Regions from separate parts of the Mus musculus genome. Here all the other regions are linked to region 1. The links are chromatin contacts, called in public HiChIP or PLAC-seq and promoter capture Hi-C maps. All regions are on one chromosome and are shown on one strand. Each heading gives the region's core, a stretch centred on a gene start, on an enhancer-like site or on the middle of the called end of the contact. The rest is flanking DNA. Distances are from core to core; before and after follow the strand shown.

Region 1 (4,309 bases), core at 1,562-4,061:
AGGCCAGGCGCACACACACACACACACACACACACACACACCTGTAAAGAACACACGCAGAGTGGCAGGCAGCCAGCCACACTCAATCTGTTCACAAAGACTGTGCCTCTAGGCTGGTGAGATGGCTCCATAGGTAAAGTGCCTGTCAGGCAAATGTGAACCTGAGCTTATATATGCAGTACAAACATAAAAACCAGGCATGGAAGGGGCACATCTGTGACTTCAGTTCTGGGAAGCGGAGAGAGGCAGGCCCTGGGGGTTCGCTGGCCAGACGGTAGAGCAGAATGGTGTGTTCCAGTTCCAAGAGAGACACTGTCTCAAAGACTAAGGTGAAGAGCGATAGACCCTGCGGCAGACACTCCCTCCACATTCACACATGTGTGCCTCTTACACAGCGCTGGGTGCCTGGCACATCAGGCAGGGCACTGAAGCATGATAAAGCTATTCCAGAGCCGGGTGCTATGTTACATAATCCATATGGACAGGAAATCGTTCCTGTGTGTCACTCACATAAACATTCTCTCCAGGTGGTGACCCACATCTTTACTACCAGCACTTAGGGAGCAGAGACAGGCAGATCTCTGGTCTACAGAGAGAGTTCTAGGACAGTCAGGGCTACACAGAGAAACTGTCTCAAAAAACAGACATTCCGACAGATGGATGGAAAAATCAGAAGTTCTCTGCGGTCATTCCTGGAGGAAAGTGAGCCTATTGACATGGCTTCTCATATTTCAGCCTCCGGTCACCTTGTTTCCAGGTGGAGTAGCTACCCAGAACATTTTGGCATCTGCAAGCAATGACTTAGCCTCCTTAAGTATTCAAATACCTGTTCATAATTGCTTAGAGCCACGGAGACCTGAACACCTAGAAGTAACTGTTCAGTGTCTACAAGCACCAAGTACCAGGGAGGGACTGGGTAGCACTTAGAAGAGCCCACATCTGTGAGCAGTCACTGGCATGTGTGAGTACCCAGGAACCTGCCTGCCAGCAATCATTTAGTATCTGTAAGTACCAAGCCTCTGTGAGAAATCACGTCACCTTGGCAAGTGTAGCTTCCCCTCTCAAAGTCCTCCTAGCATCTCAAGTCCTAAAGAAGCTCAAGTTCACTCTGGGAGCCACAGCAGAGCCGTCTCTGGGTACAGGTGGTGCTTAGCGTATCCACACCTGACTGACTCGTTCACTACCCTTAGCTGTGGCAAGGCCAAAGAGCACTAGGGTCCCCAGATACACAAGTACAGAGCTGGTGATAGGATAGCCCACCGCTCTGCACCGTGGTCTCTGTCCTTAGGGCAGAGGAAGATCTATAGGATCCAGGAGCCTAGGAAAGGAGACCCCCACCAAAGGCTGGGCAGAGCCCTAAGCTCCCAGGCCCTGGTGGGGGTAGGGGGCTGGTGACAAGGCAGTCAGCAGGCTAAAGTACTCTCGGGGCTGAGGCCACGGTGGAAAAGGGGCACGGTGTGCTAACAGAGGGAGCTGACCTTCCACCCTCTGCTTTCAAGATCAAGAAGCCTGGGGCCAGCAGCAGTGAGACTAGAAGAGTGACTTCATCACCCATGTCCAGAAACTTCTCTAGGAGTGGGACAACACATCCCAAGCTGACTTCCTTGCCCTCTCTCCCTCTCTCTCTCTCTCTCTCTCTCTCTCTCTCTCTCTCTCTCTCTGTGTGTGTGTGTGTGTGTGTGTGTGTGTGTATGTATGTATGTGTGTGTGTGTGTGTGTGTGTGTATGTTTTATTTGTTTTGTTTTTAACTTTTAGAAACAGAGTCTCGCTAAGTAGTCAAGGCTGGCCACAAATCTATGGCAATCCCCGTCTCTGCCTCAAGCTGGTGTGCACCAACACACTCAGTTTACTTAATTTCTAACTATAGAAGTGCTAGATCTCAAACTCAGGACGAATGTCTAACTGACACTGGCCAGACTCTCTCAGCACCTTAGCCAGGACCTCTTACAGACACATCCTGGCTGGCACACCCCAACCCTTACCCTAAACTCTCCAGCTGGGCTGCGCTTCCCTTCCCCGAGTTTCTCTGAGTCCTATATAACCCAGCTATTTTGGCTGTACTAGTCTCTTGGCCTCTTGGTCTCTGGGTTCAATCTGGACCCTTCCAGATGACTCTAGCTGTGCTCTCCCTTATATCTACAGTAAACCTTCTTATCAACACTAGGGGCGCCAGGCCCTCATTCAATTTTTCATGACTGATGTGGATAACTCACTGGAAAGTATAAATGTGCTTGAGGGGGGACAATATGATGACCTTTTAAACCCTTCACTTTCAAAAATAAAATCTTAGTACTAAAATATTAAATTTAAATATTTTAAAATTTGAACCTGTTTTAACTAATTAATAGCAGCTGTCACCCTACTAATAAATACAGCAAGTCATTTAATGTTACATTGTAAACATTTCCCCCAGTCATTAAACCTGCTGTAAACACATTGTTGGCAACTGGATAATTTCCCATTGTGTGCATACACAGCCATTTATTTAATCACCCCTCAGCTCTATCATTCAGCAGCCGAGGAGTCTTGATTTATTAAATGAATATTCACAACTGTCTCTGTATGTACTCTAAAACCGCTGTGTGGGTTTTTTAGATCTTCTAGATAAAGGGCAGGGTCTCTTTAAAAATCTGAAGCAGGCTCCAGAGCATCTATTCCAGTGGTTTCTAAGGAAACCAATTGTATGCAGATGTAGAGCAAATATCTCTTCCCAGAAGCTTTGGGAATTAAAGCCTTCTCCCTGGATGAAACCCTCAGAGACAGCAAACAAACCTGACTGGAGAGCAAATGCAGTCCAAGGTCCTCTCGACAAAGATAAGGACTCTAAACACAGGAGGTGAGCTTAATCTCCTCAGCCCAGGGCAAGAGAGAGACCTGGAGACAGCTGTGCCCTGTGGCCCTTGAAATCAGAAGACTTCTTACAACGCCAGGAGATCCCCCACTGAAAGAGGGTGAGCTCTATGACTCATCTTGCTGGAAAATTCTAATGCTTATTCTTTGACCTTTTCTTTTTTTATAAAACTATAAAAGATAAGAAACGCAAAGATTAGTAGAGACCTGGATGGTGAACCATGGTCTCCAGAACTGGCCTCCAGATGCGTCCTGATCCTGACTACTGGAAGTTTTAGGGGACTAGAGCAGATAATAAGGGGGAGGACAGAGCCTCCTGCTGGCCCAGTTCACAAGAAGGTGATTGGCTGGAGCTGGGGACAGGCCGGAAGAGGGGTGGACTTCTCTAGGATAGAACAGAAGCAGCAAGTGAACAGAGAGCTGTGGTGCATGGACTTGGGCCAGGACTCTGCAACCTGTGACACCCATGATTGTGGTATGATGGGGGCATGGCCTCACATATAGGGCCAGGAGCAGGTGGCTGACAGCAGGTGAGACACCTAGCCACACCTCAGGTAATTAGTGCCTAGGGACAAATGATGTGCAGATACAGACAAACACGGCAGGCAGAAAGACAAGGCCTGATCCCCTGGCCATCAGTGGGACATTCAGGGACTGCCTTGACAGATTCTCTCAATAAGGCCCACAGACTATAGGGCACTCCTGAAGCTTCACTAGGAACCTACTATGCGAAGACTCAAGCAGTGGCTACAATGTTTCCAAAGACTCAAGCAGTGGATACAATGTTTCCAAATAAGTTGGTGTAAACACTGAATCCCGTGAGAGCAGTCCATTCAAGCTAGGCAACCACCAAGGCGAGGCACTGCCATCATCCATCCTGTGGTGATATCTCAGACAGAGCCACTATCACAAACCTCCCTCTCAACCCCCCCCCCCCCCCGAAAGAGAAAAGGAAATCCCTGAAACCTAGTAGGTCAAGTTCAAAGGAGCCGGGCTGGAGAGAGGACTCAGGGGTTAAGAGCACATATTCTCTCAGAGGCCATCAATTCCCAGAGCTCACAGAGGCTCACAGCAGTCTGAAACTCCAATTACAGAGGATCTGAAACCTTCTTCTGACCTCTGAGGACACTAGGCACACATGTGTAGTGCATAAATATACAGGCAAACAAAACATTCACACACATGAAATTGTATACATAAATGTGTGTGTGTAATTTCTAATCAGAGGAGCTGTTCCCATGGGAATGCATTACCAGAGTGGTACTCACAGAGCCCCCACCTGTCACCCATCACAAGGTGACAGGACTGAGAATCTCCTAAAATGAGGACACTCTGAGCTAAAGCTGAAGCCAAGGTTTTGATGCATGGACCACTGGGTAAAGACCCAAACATTCAAAAGTAGAGATGCCAAGGCTGTGGGAGGTGAGGGGAATCCAGACAGACTGGGGGCTTCCAGTG
Region 2 (4,115 bases), core at 62-2,561, 290 kb after region 1:
CTGCAGAGGCTGTGGGGGCTGCGCGCTCGGCGTCTCGGCCGCCTCCAGGCCCGGCGGCTCCTCCTGGTCCGACTCCACCACGCTGCGCCGCAGGAAGCGCTGGGGCCCGAGCCGCGCCGCCCTCGCCCGCGGCTCCGCCATGCCCGCCGACCCCGTGCCGCGCCCGGCTTCCATCAGCGCGCCGGGGGCGTCTCGGCGGCCGCCATCGCCGTCCATCTCTGCGGGCCAAGGACACACGGACCCTGCGTGAGCGCCAGCCCCGCCGCACCTGCCTGGGCCGCGGGATGAGACAGCGCCGCCTCTGGGCCCGCGCCCTGCCCAGCCCCACCGCAGAAGTGACCTGCCGGGCGGTCCTCTGCGGGCTCCGGGGAGAGGGCTGCAGACCGGACCCCGAGGCGAGGATTGCAAGGGGATGCCCTGCTTCACTCAGCTCCGAGCCGGGAACACGGCCTGTCTCTAGCTGTCCCAGGGACTCCAGGAGGGACGACCTGCTAGGTGTCCCTGAGGGCTCAAAGGAGCTACAGAAGGGCTCGGGAGGCTGGAGAAAGGGGTCAAGGCCAGTACTGGAGCGACCCCGCTAGGCTATCCCGCGAGCGGGTGGGGAAGGGACAGGGAGGCCGGGGTAAAGGGAAGCACCGGACAGGAGCAGGCTCCACAAAGGACGCGGGCCCGGGGCGCGCGGGGAGGGGGCTGCGGCGGCGCGGCGCGCACACAAAGGCGGCGAACGGGAGAGCTCGATACTCACAGGGCGAGCGGGCGCTGTCCATGCCCGCAGCCCGGGGACCCGGGCGAGCGAGGAGGGCGAGGCCGCGCTCCGGGGCCAGAGTCCTCTCTCGGGGCCGCGTCGCGCTGGGGCGGGGTCCTGGCTGCAGCGGGGGTCGCCAGGCCGTTCTGCTCCTACGATGCTGCTCCCTCGGGCCGGGCCGCTGCGGGGCCGCGCTCCCGCGTGCTCCTGCCGGCTCCGCGCGCCTCCGCTCCCGCACCGGCTCCGAACTAGCGCGCGGGGAGGGCGGGGCTTCCGTTCGTCCCACCCTCCCCAAGACCGGAGCGCGGGGCGGGGCCTGACACGCCCACCTGGCTGCGGCTGAGCGCCGCCACCTGCGGGATGCTCCCCATGGCCTCCACCTGCGGCAAGGGTTCCAGGCCGGCGCCTGGCCCTGAAGCTCTTTGGAAGTGGTCCGCTGAACTGTGGGGCCTTGAGGGGCTCTATTTTCCCCGGAGGTGGCAGGCCACAGACAACGTGACTTAGCCAGAGAGCCAAATCCTGGAACCTATGCCAAGACAAAACAGACAACCTCAGGATATCCTAGGTGCCCAAGTATGGTTGCAAAATTGGAGTGTCTTCTGGGCCTTTCTGTACTGCCAGGATATGGGAAAACCTCACTATCATCCACGGACGTTGGTACCAGTAAGCGCTGTGTCCCTCTTTTCCATTAAGCAAATCCAGATCTCAAAGACAGATGTCCTTTTGCCCTGATCAGTAGCGTGGTGGCCCAAGCCTATAATCCCAACACCGGTGGGGGAGGGCTGTGGGGGGCAGAGGATACTTGATCCAGGAGTTGGGTCACGTGGCAATAAAGGAACCAGGAACCGTCTCAAAAATAAATGAAAAAAAAAAATAGAAAGGATTTCTCTGTCCTAAATCTCAGAGGTCCCAAGATGGAAACTGGAAAAGGTTTCCAGAAACCCCTTGACTTACCATATTGATTGCCATCTTTCCCCACCCTCAACCCCCTCAGGAGCTTCTCTCTCCACCCCCTGAGCTACTCAATTACCCCAGACAAGCCCTTGCCCCGGGCATCTCTGAACCTGACTGCAAGGGTCACAGAAGACTGACCTGATTTCTGAGCCCATGCCAGGCACCTGCACCTGGGCTCACCAGTTGTGATGCACATCATTGGGGTCACTTCACCTGAAGAAAACAGCGCAAAGGAAGTTACCAGCATGTTCTGATCTCTTTGCTCATCCTGATGGTATGGCACCCTGTCAAAGATGCAAGTTACAAATGTGAACCGATGGCCAGCGGCTGCTGGCCTTAGAGCCTTTGACACCAGCAACTCATAAGACAGAAAAGCCAACAGAGGCAACACATCCTTCACGATTAAAGGGAAGCAAATGCAGACAGAGCTGTTACCCAGTGACAGGGTTTCCCTGGCCCTGCTAGGGGCTGTCAGTGGATGCTGATACCAGTCAAAAGTAACTTTAAAAGGCTGATGTTCAAGTCACTTCCTAGCTGAGTTGGGTGGTAGCACACTGTCTCCTTAAAGGGGGAATGCTGGGACTACTTACGTTATGAAAACTGAGAGCCATGAAGTTAGGACTCCAACATATACCCCAGAGACCCAGGGGTTAAATTGTGTACTTGTCACTGGACTGGGCATTTGCCAGATGCCTGTTAATTTATATTATCTCATTTCTCATCTACCTTGGGAGTCAGGCATGAACGTAAAGCCCACTCAACCAGAAGCAGAGCGCAGGTGCCAGCTCTGTGGGTCTGAGTGTCTCTGGAGATGGGGATCCAAGCTGCACCTCCCAAGCTGGGGCAGAATGTGGGTGAGGACCATTACAACTTCACTAAGGAGGCTAAAGACCCCACCCAGTATTGCCTCTCCTAACCTGAGCCTGTAGAATGTAATTTCTCTTGGACAGGGTTTATCCAGCAAAGGCCCTCTGGGTCCTGGCACGTATATGGAAGCTATAATAGGCAGGGCCTGTGTAAGAGAAATCATGACAGAAGAGTCTCAGCATGCTAGTCTGACTGTCTCCCAACAGGACACAGTGACAGCCTGTGGCATATACCTGCTGAGTGACTAGTGATGAAAGCAGCCAGTCACTTACAACACCTAATCGAAGTGTGGTGGTGCATACCTATAACCCTATCACTCAGGAGGCAGAGGCCAGCCTGGGCTACCCAGTGAGACCTCAGCCATACCTACAGCTATTGCCCACACACATTCACACATGTTTGTGAAGAATTATGACCCTACCCACAAAACTGGGCACAGTCCAGGCTGAGACAGATCTCGGAGAGCCTGTGTCTGACTGGGCACCATGTTCTTTGTAACTAACTCCCTGGGTGTGTTTTCCCACAGCCCCACTTGCATAACCTATGGTGAACTCGCTCCCTATGCCAGCCCTTGGAGTCCACAGCTATGAAACTACCGGATAAGGCCATTGATCTCTTTGCAAGGAATCTCAGACTAGTATCACTAACAGGCCCTTGGAATTCCAACAGATGGAAACAAGGACTCCTTGGTATAGAATTTAGCAGCCAGGGACCCACTCTGTACCCTTCTTCAGGTCCCCGGACATCTCTGAGTCTGTCACCCTGATCCTAAACACTTCCCACTGCATGGCTAGATTTCCTAAGGCTCGCAAGCCAAGGCTGTGGGAGGATACTCTGCAAAAGCAACAACCCAAGGGCCTAGATGCAGCATCCTCTTCTGATGCTCAAGAGAACTGTATCCAAGGTTAACCTCCACTTGGAGATGAGGATGCAGAGGGTGAATCCAGGCAGCATTCCACCTTTAGTGGTTGCTCAAGATCCAAAAAAAGGAGGATAGTGACTCCTCTCTGCAGTTCTCATCTTAGCCTCCTCAGCCCTTCAGGTGACAAGACTCACCAAGGTCAGACACCTGAAGGGACATCTGCTCCATGCAGAGGACATGCAATTGGCTCACCTATGGATGGGTACAGCAGTCATGTCCTACTATCTCAGCACACAGTAAGTGCTCAACAGACATCGAGGAAAGGAAGGCAGATAGGAGGACAGGCCGGTCCTGCTGGCTAATGCCAGAGCCCACAAGGCCTTAATTAAAAAGAGGTGTCAGTATTGCCAGGGGAAAGCCTCACCAACCCCCAGGTACTGCTGTCAGGCACAGGTCTCAGCTTGCAGGTGTGCAGGCCTATCTAGAATTCAGGTCTAACACAGCCAGTTCTCATCACTAGTTTTCCCTGGGCCCACCTGGGAAGTTGGGACAGGTGAATGGAAGACACCCACCCTGGTAGTTGCAGCACATGAATGGGGATAGTTCTGGACAAGTGGCCTGCCCGGGGGGGGGGGGGGTCACAGGAAGCCCTCCCTGAGATCTGAGGAAGGATAAGGCAGGACAACC
Region 3 (4,046 bases), core at 296-2,795, 360 kb after region 1:
ACACACACACACACACTCACACTCACACTCAGAGGCAACAAAGACTAATGTGTATGGCAGACCCTCAGCTGGTGCACCAGGGCACTGAGCCAAGAATGAACAAGGGATCTGTCGCCCCAGGGCTGCCCATCCAACCCTCTCAGACTTCTGCTTTTCAGTCTCCATCTCCCACTAGAAAAAGGTGGGATGCTTAGAAGTGTCAAAGCGCCAGCAAGTAGACTGCAGAGAGGAAAGCGTATTATTGCCACAATCAAGGCCTGCCTGTGTCCTTCCAGCTAAAAGTTCTCCACCCCCACAACTACCTGTTCTCCTGGAGGTGGGATGTCTCATTTTCCATGGGTATCCTGTCTCTACAATGGGCCCTTGGAGGCCAGCACAGGCGAGATCTGTCCCACACATCCTGATGAACTTACTAGAGGATCTGGGAAACCAGAGGCTGAGGCCAAGGCTCCCATTCTGCTCCTACCACTGACCAGCAGGGTGGTCTGGGGGCACTTACCCAACCTGAGATTTTATCTTCCCATTCCTACACAGACATGAGAATATTCCTTCTGCCCCCAAATGGCTATTCTGAACAAGAGTGTATATTAGGGGCTCTACACATAATGCTCAGAAATTGCAGCTCCAAACAAGAAGGGCCTGGAAGATGGGGTCTCCTCTAACCTGTTCTAGAAGTCACCAGGTTGCAACCTATGAGGTCTTATTTTTGTGCATGCCCAACGCTGACTCCAGTTTAGAGACCCCTGGGATTTCTGGGGTTACCTCATCTCTCTGGGCTATCCCAGGTGAACTCTGCCATATGAAGTACAAGAGACTCCCAGAAAAAAAGTGCATCTGGTAGCTATCACGTTCCCTAGGCTCTAAGGCAGCAGGGGTCCCTCGCTGACTCATCCTCTCATCGGATCTTTTACCGAGAGAACTTAGCACAGCAATGTCACTGTGTCCCTCTGGGATCAGGAATAAAGTGGGTGAGTCCCCAGAGCAAAAGGGTTGGGCTGGGGCAACCAAGCCATCCTGGAGAAGAGGGATCCAGTTGTTGGGTCCGAATTCTCTAGACCCATCTAGAGCGGGAAACACGGGCGTCTCCCTGGTACTACAAGCTACCCAGGTTTGCAGCGCCGGTCCCGCCTCCAAGGGGGTTGTGTGCAAGCGGCGCTCTAAAGTCTCAGCAGACTGGCGAGGAGCACCATTTCCCTCTCTCAGATCCATCCCGTCCCGGGACACCGCCCGTTCCGCAGGCGCAGCCGGTGCAGTGCACCGGGAGAGCGCTCACCTGCTGCTCTTCCTCCTCGACCCGCGACGGCCCCCCACTCAGCACCCGAGACCCCTGGCGCCCCCGGCCCGTCGCGCAGAGCCCGGGACACCCCGCCGCCGCGCGCCTCTTACGCCCGCGTCGCCGGCGCCAGCTGACGCCAAGGTCACACGGCTCCCGTCGCCCTCCTGGACCCGCGCCCACCTGTCATGGCGGAGGACACGGCGCCGCCCCGTCGTCCTCGGCTGTCCGCCGCCCGGCGCGAGGGCTCCGGTGACCGCCGCCCGCAGGCCTGGCCCTAAGCCCCGCCTCTTCCCTATAGGTCCCGCCCAGCGACGACATCTTAGCCCCCAAGCCCCTCCCTCCGATTAGCCACGCCCCTTTCTGTACTTCGCACTGGAGACGCGTCAGCCGTGGGGCGGCTCGGGCTCTAAACAACTTCCCTAACTCTATACTACGCGCAGCAGAGAGCTCGGCCCCTGAGGAGCTTCTCCTGTAGCGACGCCGGGAGTCCCGCTCCAGCTAGCATAAGTGACCTAGCGGAGAAACTCAGTACCCAAGTCCTTGTCTGGACCAGAGAACTCAAGCCACGTCCCGGCTCAAGGCTCGCCCCATTCACAGCCTCTCCAATAGCTACCCGGGTCGGCGTCCCTTCGCCTATGCCCTGCCCCTCCTCCCGGTCTTGTGCCTGCTTTTTGCGGAGGTTAGGAGGTTATTGTGAACTTCTCAGTTCAATTTTCTGCTGCTACGCTCTGGCCACCCCACTCCCATCTCCTGGATGAAGAAACCGAGTCTTAAAAGAGACGAGAATTACCCAAGGTCACATAGGAGGTCAAGTCTGGCATAAAAGGCTGGTGGGAGTTCATTGGCAACCAGGGACCGAACGGAAGTCCACAGGGCCTCGACCGGACAGTGATGAATTGAGACTTAACAGAGAACTTAGTGGGTCCTCGTTCTACCAAGTCCCCCATTTACACAGAGGACAAATGGCTGGCATTGCCGCCTAGTTAAGGAAGTCATGTAGTCTGACCGAGCCTCAATTTTCCTAACTGTAAAATGTGTGGCCTCAGGTGATAAATCTTTCTGCCTCCCAACTTGTTTCCCTTCTGTTGTACATAGGCCTGGCTCTTCAAGCTCTGGTACCAACCACAGGAAGGCCCCAAGCCCAGGCCCAGCTAGGAAATGGAGATCTGCGAGGGTCGGGGAGGCAGGACCCTCACAGCCAGCAATGGCAGCAGGCACCAGATTTTGCTTCTCCGCTGGTGCGGCTAGTCTGGCACACTTTAGAGCTGTAACTTGAGATATTGGAACCAGACCAGGACCAAGACCAGGAATGGAGGCCCCAGGTCTGGATGCACTTCCCGGACAGTCCAGGAACCCCCTGGGTCCCTGAGCCCTCCGTGTCTGTCTCTGTCCTCCCCAGTGCTGCAACCTCTCATCTTGGGAGTGAGAGGCTCGAAAGGAATCTGGAGATTGACTTACAAGGTCACTTAGAGCTCCAAACTCTTGGACCCAGTGGTATTGATCAATACATTCCTGCCCCTTGCTAAAAACTGCAGAAAGCGAGGTTTGCTCAGGTTCCCCACCGGCCAGGCAAATGCAGAGTCAGCAGGCAGCTGTCCTCAGCACTAATCTGTGCCTGCAGAGGGGACAGACAGCATGGACAGACTTTGTTCCAGAGCAGGGTATAGGTACTATGTACCTGACCTACATGTGTGCCTGGGCCAGTCTGGGCTAGATCCAAGGGCTACATCTTGCAGGAACCCTGCACAGACCCCATTGGGACCATTCTGAAGGGCTCCAATTATTGCACACCCATCACTGTGTTCTAGCAGTGGGGTGAGACTGAGGACTTCCTGAATCATGCATTTTTAGGCATCCCTTGCCAGACTCCTCATCAGGAAGGCCAGCATTCCACCTTTGTATCTTCCTCTGAACCTGAGGACCTTACTTGGTCCCATGAGAGAAACTGAGGCCCTCACCCCCTTTAGCAGTCTGAGGTAGCCTCCCAACTGCAGGCTACCTGCTTCTTGGCACTCCAGAGTCTGTGCAACATTTGATCCAAGGACAACACTCAAGTTCACAGAGATTCTACATCCTAGACCATATAGGAGTCCCCTTCCCCCTACCTCAAGCCTGCAGGGAGAGAAGACCTTAGTCTGAGACAGGACAGCTACAGGGACACACGGGGCTACAAAACACACCCAATGTCCACTCCAGGATCTACAAGAGATGCAAGGTAGACCCCAGATCTAGGGATAGGCCCTGGGTATTCCTCCTCTTCCCTAAGGGGCACAGGTTGCTGCTTGCCTGCTGGCAGGACCTGTTGACATTTGAATGTGGAAAGGCCAGCTGATGTTGGACCCCACCTCCTGCAAAGCAGCTGGGAGCCTTCACTGGCATAGACAATTGAGCTGGTCAGAAGTCACAGCCTGTTGGACCAGTACTTATGACCATTGTAGTAAAGGGAAAGAATAAAAGCTAGGCTCAGAAGATAACCTGGCTCTATTTTGAATATAGTAAAAGCAGTATGGGGTTTATAGCCAAGGAATAGGTGTGTGGAGGCCTGGCAGATACAAAACTGAGAGACTTAGTTGGTGGAGTGCTTACTTGCTCGCCTAACGTATATGAAGCTCTGGGTTAGATAGAACTCCAACACCAAATAAACTAGTCATGGCAGCACAAACCTGTGATCCAAGTATTCAGGAGGCAGAGGCAGGTAGAGGAGAAATTCAAAGTTTTCCTTGGCTACATTGTTTAAGGTTAGCTGGGAGAGATGAGACTGTATCACAAA

What was found. Promoter capture Hi-C pulls out the DNA fragments that hold promoters and counts their contacts. HiChIP or PLAC-seq counts read pairs in DNA pulled down with a chosen protein or histone mark.
Region 2: a contact with region 1 is called in an H3K27ac HiChIP or PLAC-seq map of extraembryonic endoderm stem cells, with 5 times the contacts expected there. The contact joins the promoter of Wnk2 here to the enhancer-like site in region 1. A contact is called at or near these places in 7 of 39 promoter capture datasets (embryonic stem cells, frontonasal cranial neural crest, hippocampal neurons and 4 more), 3 of 484 Hi-C or Micro-C datasets (embryonic stem cells and spermatogonial stem cells) and 9 of 115 datasets of contacts at active chromatin or transcription factors (T-cell acute lymphoblastic leukemia, craniofacial prominence, embryonic forebrain and 6 more).
Region 3: a promoter capture Hi-C map of liver shows a contact between it and region 1, with 2.1 times the contacts expected there. The contact joins the promoter of Card19 here to the enhancer-like site in region 1. A contact is called at or near these places in 8 of 39 promoter capture datasets (the 3T3-L1 cell line, the HPC-7 cell line, cranial neural crest and 3 more), 2 of 484 Hi-C or Micro-C datasets (CD4 T cells and the G1E-ER4 cell line), 7 of 115 datasets of contacts at active chromatin or transcription factors (craniofacial prominence, double positive thymocytes, embryonic basal ganglia and 4 more) and 1 of 9 other capture datasets (pancreatic islet).

What each region holds. Positions count from the first base shown.
Region 1 is chr13:48,850,895-48,855,203 of GRCm38.p6, forward strand. All of the region lies in intron 1 of Phf2 (PHD finger protein 2), which reads right to left. Among named protein-coding and RNA genes, the nearest start is that of Phf2, 18 kb to the right of the region's middle. Within about 2 kb of position 2,812, at least 45 of the 459 cell types and tissues checked have an H3K27ac peak or open chromatin away from gene starts, as enhancers often do. A contact at or near this core is called in the G1E-ER4 cell line, extraembryonic endoderm stem cells, liver and 1 more, where this site is marked.
Region 2 is chr13:49,147,017-49,151,131 of GRCm38.p6, forward strand. It overlaps Wnk2 (WNK lysine deficient protein kinase 2), which reads right to left and starts at 1,312. Exons shown (of 30, transcript NM_001290313.1): 1 at 746-1,312; 2 at 1-218. The coding sequence starts at 216.
Region 3 is chr13:49,214,481-49,218,526 of GRCm38.p6, forward strand. It overlaps Card19 (caspase recruitment domain family, member 19), which reads right to left and starts at 1,546. Exons shown (of 6, transcript NM_026738.2): 1 at 1,457-1,546. The coding sequence starts at 1,463.